Linked DNA regions of Mus musculus: region 1 is linked to region 2. The links are chromatin contacts, called in public Hi-C maps. All regions are on one chromosome and are shown on one strand. The core of a region is the stretch at or near the end of the contact, and the rest is flanking DNA. Distances in the headings are between cores, read along the strand shown. Region 1 has its middle 380 kb from the start of A230004M16Rik. Region 2 has its middle 110 kb from the start of Ccng1.

Region 1 (3,273 bases), core at 456-2,955, 470 kb after region 2:
ACCAGCACCTGTAGGAAATCTTCAGTCTATGTTTGTTTATGGTCTTTACAGAAGGTTGATTAATGGGGAACTTATAGGTCTTCAAACAAGTTACAGGCAGACTCTCATTTTTGGAGAGATAATGGAGCTGAGAGGTGATCTGAAGGACCTCGTCCTTGTTAAACATGTGTTGGGGCTACATGACTGACTACGACAGCCTTGACTTCCATGGTAGCCCAAGTTTATTTCCCACGCTTTACAGTAACTAGCTGGGTTTGCACTTTGAAAATATAACCCAAACATTTCCTGTTTTAAAGGGCTAGGCTGAATACTCACCATGGGAAACATGCCCATGAGGTTTGTTTGTTTGTTTGTTTGTTTTCCTCTCTTCACTATGAATGTAAATCCATCCTGGCCCTACTTCACTGGGTTCCAGTCTCAGTATCCCCTCTCTCTTCATTAAAAAGTTCCACTGGATCTGATTGCTTTTCTTTTTATCAAATTATCCCCTCAAATTTTTATGTATATATTATAGAATTCAAAGAAACATTAAATTTTTTTCACTCAGTTTTAGACCCACAGTATTTTCAAGTGACTATCTTATTTAAGGAAGATTCCCTGTTTGCTTTGTTAGTCAGCTTCCTCTTGTTGGGATAAAATGCCTAAGGAGGAGAGATTCATTTTTGACTCACAGTTTAGCAGGTTTTATTCCATGTTTGTTCTGATCCTTTGGAGGCACTAGATGCATAGTTCTTCATGGCAGCAAACCTTGTGACACTTGGAGCCATGCTTCTTGCAGCATTTTATTTTCATCCAGGTGAAGAGGGAGAGAGTAGAAAAGTGGAAAGATCACGAGAGAAGAAAGAGAGGAAAGGAAGGGGACTGAGCGAATGACTGACACAGAGAAAAGAGATGAGATATAGAGAAGACACAGATGGAGAGAAGGGAAGAAAAGAAAAAAAAGAATGATGGAGAGAGAAGCAAGAAAGAGCAGACCTAGGGTGTTTGGTGTAATGTTTATCAGACTATGTGGGGGTATTTAAAAATATTTCTTTGTGGTTTTCTATCTCTGAGTTTTCCTGAGTTCTTGGTTATATTAAAGTAGCATATCCTTCAACAACCATATGATTCGGGGAGTTTTATTTCATCCTATGTTTTGAATTTTAGTTCTCTCAAAACAATAGTATGCCTTGCAGAATAGCTCTTAACATTAGTAAACTCCAATCAGTCATCTAATTTCTGGGACTGTGCTGTAAATAAAGCATCTAAATTCTAATTGCCAAATTCAAGGTCACAAAGAATTTTCCAATGATTATTCTTAGGAGTACAATTTTAGTGAAAGAAGCTCTTATGGTTACTAAAATGAATAAGCTCAAACAAAAATTCACACATAAAAAACAATGATGATTATTTTATAAGACAGTTAGCAGATAATTAAATATGTGTAAAAATAACATCAAAGTCATTGAAGGACATTCATAAAAACACTCTTAAATACAACGTTAGCCAATTAATGATAAACTGCTTCATCATTAGTTCTTCACAGGCAATAGGACGGGTTCTCTCCCACTGTGGGTTGATAACTTGCAATATCGTTAATTTACATGATATATATAGAAGGAAAAGAGAAGCATTTTTAACTTTATAAGGAATATACATTGCTAGCTGCCAATTCTGACTTATCTTAGCCAGTAGATGTCATTCTCTCTCTATTTTAATATGGCTTTCCTATCTTCCTTTAGTAGACTCTTCTTGAGACATGTTATGAAACTGAGATTCATTTCAGCCTGCTTTTCTCTTCTTCATCTTTCCCAGTTAGTATCTTTGTCTCTTCATTAATAGGAAGAGGACTAGAGTCCAAAAAAAGAGGTCATTCAGATAGCTTGCCTTACTGAGGGATATTTCCCTACATATTTAAGACACTCGACAATGCTGACTGAGTGTCAGAGTGGAACATCCCCTAATGCATTTTAGGTACTGACAGACACGGAAAAAAATCTATTAATAATGCTAGCAAGTTGACAAGGAAATCAAGATCTCTGAAAGCACTAAGAGGATTTCTTTTAATATGTTATGCACCCTTTTCCATGTACAGTTGTAGATGTTATCATTTCCTTAAAATGACCTCGGCTTATCAAGACCCAGGCAACTGGCATTTCTTAGTATAAAGCATTTGCCTAGTGTGAACAGGGCCTTGGGTTTGAACCTCAGCAAGGCAAGGGTATGTGAGGATTTAGAAAGAGATATAAGTAGAACCTTTAATGAGGCTGTTAGTTTAAATAGCCATTTATTTTTTATTTTTACCAAGAAATGAGAAAAAATATTTTCTATAAGGATTTCTACAAGAATACCCAATCACTTTGAAGGTATATTTTCAGAATTTATTTATTTAATTACCAAAGTAAAGTCTTTCTTTGTATATTGGCCTGGCAGGGAACTATGTATGTACTTCATTTATGCCTCACTTCCTACCTCAGATTTCTGAATGCTGGAAATACAGGCATGAACTACATATGACAACAAACTCTGAAAATTTCCTTCAATGAGTGCCTATAGCTTGTAGTACACACTGCTAGTCTACTTTGCAAAATTATAGAAACTGTTGAGACTACACTTTTGAACTTTGAAATAAGATTATGCATGTTAAACCCAAACCATGCCATTTGTTAAGCCTTTGAGCTCCTAAAGGCATTCTTCTGATTTTCTAGAAATAGCTTATCACAAATAAGAAGCATGGATGTAGTTTGATATGATTTTCTATAATTCTGATTGTAGAATCCATGGGGTTATCTATTAGTTCAGAACAAGTTCACGTGTTTTTCTGTCATGTCTCCCTGAATAAGCTATCAAAATTGAATGTGTGTTGGCTACAGAGATAGTTCAGAGGCTGAAAACCCTTGCTGCTATTGTAGAAAACCTAACCTTGGTTCCCAGCACCTGTTCTGGAAGGTACACTGTCTCCTGTAACAATAGTTCCAAAGCATCAGATGTCTTTTTTGAGCTTCTGACTATCCTGCACTCACATTTGTCCAAATAAACATACACACAGAGAGACATATTCAGTTTTTAAAATTGAATGCTACCCATCTTCTTGATAATCATGTTACACTTCCCAAGCTTCAACAGCTGAACAAACTGTAAAACTGTTAAAATTTAGAAATAAAAAGAAAGATACAGGGTTTACATACAAATTAAAATACAGAGGTGAATTATGACCTCTTGTCTACTAAGCCATATATGTTTCCTTGGAAACAAGAACATCAAATTTCCCCAGCAGTCCCTGTTGTGAATTAT
Region 2 (3,367 bases), core at 709-3,208:
TTACTCCGGGGATCCAGGATCAGTGCCTTGGGTTAGCCATAAAGGAGAAATCAGCAGTAGTAGATTTATGCTTTGTTTTCAGTACAAATTATAAGCCACTATCTAATCTAAAATTGCAAGGATGGAAACAGGATTACTAATAAAATTACTATAACATCTTATTTATGGATAAAGTGCTCTGGATATATTTCTTACTAAGCTATAAGATCAATCAGATATTTTCATCCCAGGGTATTTTTTATAATTTAATGATAAACACTCTATTCCACTTTAGACACAAACTCTTCAGGAATTACATAGGGGACACTGGAGTCTGAGACAGGAGGTTTGGGAGCTCAAGGCCAGACTGGGCAGCATAGTGATACATGTCTTAAAGACAATAAAGAAAAAAAAAACACATAAATATTTCTATGGAGGATTTCTTGTATTTACTCTGTGATATAGATAGCCAAAGGTAGCCTGGTAGCATACACAGCCTGGATCATAATGCATACAAGGTTTTGCTAAAAAGCAGAGAAAAATGATCCGGTCTTTAGGAGAGAAGTTTCAAGATAGCTATTTACAGCCCAAGTTCAGTCTGTGATGGAAACAGACGCAGATCAACGGCCAAAACATGAGGCCGAGCTTGGGGAATCTTGTGCAAGGGTGACGAAACGATTGAAGGAGCCAGAGGGATCAAGGACACCACAAGAAAACCTACAGAATCAACTAACCTGAGCCCATAGGGGCCCAGAAACTGAACTGTCCACCAGAGAACATGCATGGGACTGACTTAGGCCCTCTACCATGTGTAACAGCTGTACAGTGGGGTCTTCATGTGGGATTCCTAACAACAGGAGCTGGAGCTGTCTCTGACTCTGTTGTCTGTTCACTTTCATTTCCTTTTACAATTCCAGATGGAATATTTTACCCCCATTAAAAGAAATCACTGACATATTTACAAGGTCTTGACTCTATTCCCTTTTGACATCTGTTCCTTTGCCACAGTGTAATTTTCTCCAGTAGCTCCCAAGCAGTCTTGTCTGTATGGGCTGATGTGGAGTGTGTTCAGATCTATCAGTCTCGCCTCTAGGACAAGTATTCTTCTGGCTGCTATGGATACCTACTTGGCAGCCTTCCTCGTTAATTCACATTTGCCTACCCGGGTATATGATCCTATATCACAGGCTGAGGGAAGCCAATGAATGCTTTTGGAGTATAGAATTGTCACTGGATTCGCCATCCCCACTTAAGATCTGAAGATGCAGAAGGGAGTGGCAAAGCTCCTGGTAAAGATGTCCTTATGGATCTGCCTTTTGTCAGTTCCTCAACTCTCGTTTCACACTCTTGTTCGACTGATATTCTCAGAGCACATGTGCTTCAGGAGTTAAATGTCAGAGATACAGTACAGAGCTAAACCCAGTTTCTACTTCCAAATAGCTTATAGTCTGTCATGAAAAAAGACAAGTGCATTATAGCGTGATAAACACTTGGAGCTTTGGCCGTGTGGATTTGTGTGATAAACTTCTCCTGGATTATGACACTGAGATTTTATGGATTGTTACTGTGGCATAGAGCATCTTATCAGAACTGACAGATACCTGGATAGAGACATATTACACTGCTCCAAGTCAGCCCTCAAGCCGTTTCCAAGAAGCACAAGATATCGGAGGCCAGTTGTACTCTGCACACAATTGCTGTAGACCCTGATCTTTCCTTTCTGATGCCTTACCAGGATGGCAGCTCAGGTGCACATTGGTGCAGCTTGTATCCCACTTCCTGGACTCTGTGATTTGGCTGGATTCATCAGATGAGAATTGCTCTGTTTGACGCTCCCTTTGCTTGCTCTTTGTGTTTTGAGATAGGGTCTGGCTTGCGAAGTAATTCTGACTAATCTGGAACTTGCTATATAGACTAGGCTGAGCTTACTTGCAGTGAAGCCTCTGTCCCTGTCTCTCTAGTGCTGGAGTATCAGGAGTGCCATCTGCCCAGCCCCATACTATCTATTCTTACAAGACAAGGAGAAAGCTCTGTTTCTTCCTTCAAGTTCTTGCTAGATGAAAATACATTTGAAAATGCAGTTTTCTTGTTTATCATCTTTCCAGAATCCTGGAACTGTTCGTGGGTTACTCATCATAAGTAGAAGTTTCTGGCAAAGAAGCTACCCCTACAACTGTGCATCTACAAGGTTTGAGAGAAGGAATTATGAGGACCGGAGAGATTTTACTAGAGCAGATTCTTAAAACACAGACCATGCAGTCTGTCTTTTACCAACATCTGCCAGATGGGGGCAGTAGAAGAACATAGCTTGCTTAATTGGAGCCCCACCAACTCAAGTGTGGTACTGTTTTTATTAGGAACAACACCAAGTGTTTTGTGAAATGATTTTTGCATGCATTTCTAGGGATGGGGAATTCTAGAATCTTCTGGAAAGATATAATAGCTTTAAAATGAGTTTTATTACTACTTCTGGAGATTAAAGCAGAATTTCTTTTTTTTTTCTTTTTTTTTTTTTTTTGGCCTTGAAAGTTAAGATAAAAAGATAGTTTGGAGGAAGCTGGGCAACAGAAGTTTAACTCCATAGTGGTCTTTGTCCAACTTCTGCTCTGTCAGTGGTTTGTGCAGAGTTGAAAACTACTATTTTCAGATTTTGGCGTTGTCATCTGGGCCTCCTGACAAGAGGCAGCTCACACTCAGCAATCCTCCAAATAGGATTCTTGAGTCAGCACGGGTTTTGCGTGTTCAAGGGCACTGGTGGCTTGTTTCTTCAGGTTAGCAATCTGGTGAAACACCATCCGGCTCAGCATCCCTCCTAGAGCTGGGGCAGGTCATCCCGTCTCCCCAGACTTCAGCTAGAACTGGAGAAGATAATCCTCAGGTCTTTCCAGGTCTGGGCAGCTCTGCTTCTACAGACTAGAGGTCATTCTCAGCAACTATGGCTAGCCTACTACCACACATGACATTCCCGACACCTCGAGGTGTACGCGAGGGTTTGCACTGTGTATTTCACATCCCTTCCGCTCTGTGATCTATTAGTGGTTAGATGGCAGCCATTTCAGCCTTGTTCCTGGTGAGAAAGCCACTCATTAGTTCATTGGCAGCTCGGGTGGGCCTTCCCGTTGCTTTTGTGAAATGGAATACTGTCACCTGGCTGGACTTAGCAACTGAGGTCATTTCATACTACTCTAGAATTCATTTTCTTGCTTTTCTTTCTTTTTCATTTTTGAGATGGGGTCTTAGTAAGGAACCTTGGCTGACCTGGATCTTGCTACATAGACTAGGATGTCCTGGAGTTGGCAGAATTCCTTTTGCCCCTGCTTTTGAAGTTTACTGACTTAGCAGGCAGAAAAGACTTGATTTCTTGTTCTACTTCCATTCTGCCTCAGGC

What was found. Hi-C and Micro-C count contacts between places; a contact is called where the count stands out from the background.
Region 1: a Hi-C map of cortical neurons shows a contact between it and region 2, with 2.5 times the contacts expected there. The contact joins two enhancer-like sites. A contact is called at or near these places in 3 of 484 Hi-C or Micro-C datasets (cerebral cortex, cortical neurons and embryonic stem cells).

What each region holds. Positions count from the first base shown.
Region 1 is chr11:41,332,201-41,335,473 of GRCm38.p6, forward strand. No RefSeq gene overlaps it. Among named protein-coding and RNA genes, the nearest start is that of A230004M16Rik, 380 kb to the right of the region's middle. Within about 2 kb of position 1,706, at least 4 of the 459 cell types and tissues checked have an H3K27ac peak or open chromatin away from gene starts, as enhancers often do. A contact at or near this core is called in cortical neurons, where this site is marked.
Region 2 is chr11:40,863,628-40,866,994 of GRCm38.p6, forward strand. No RefSeq gene overlaps it. Among named protein-coding and RNA genes, the nearest start is that of Ccng1, 110 kb to the left of the region's middle. Within about 2 kb of position 1,959, at least 10 of the 459 cell types and tissues checked have an H3K27ac peak or open chromatin away from gene starts, as enhancers often do. A contact at or near this core is called in cortical neurons, where this site is marked.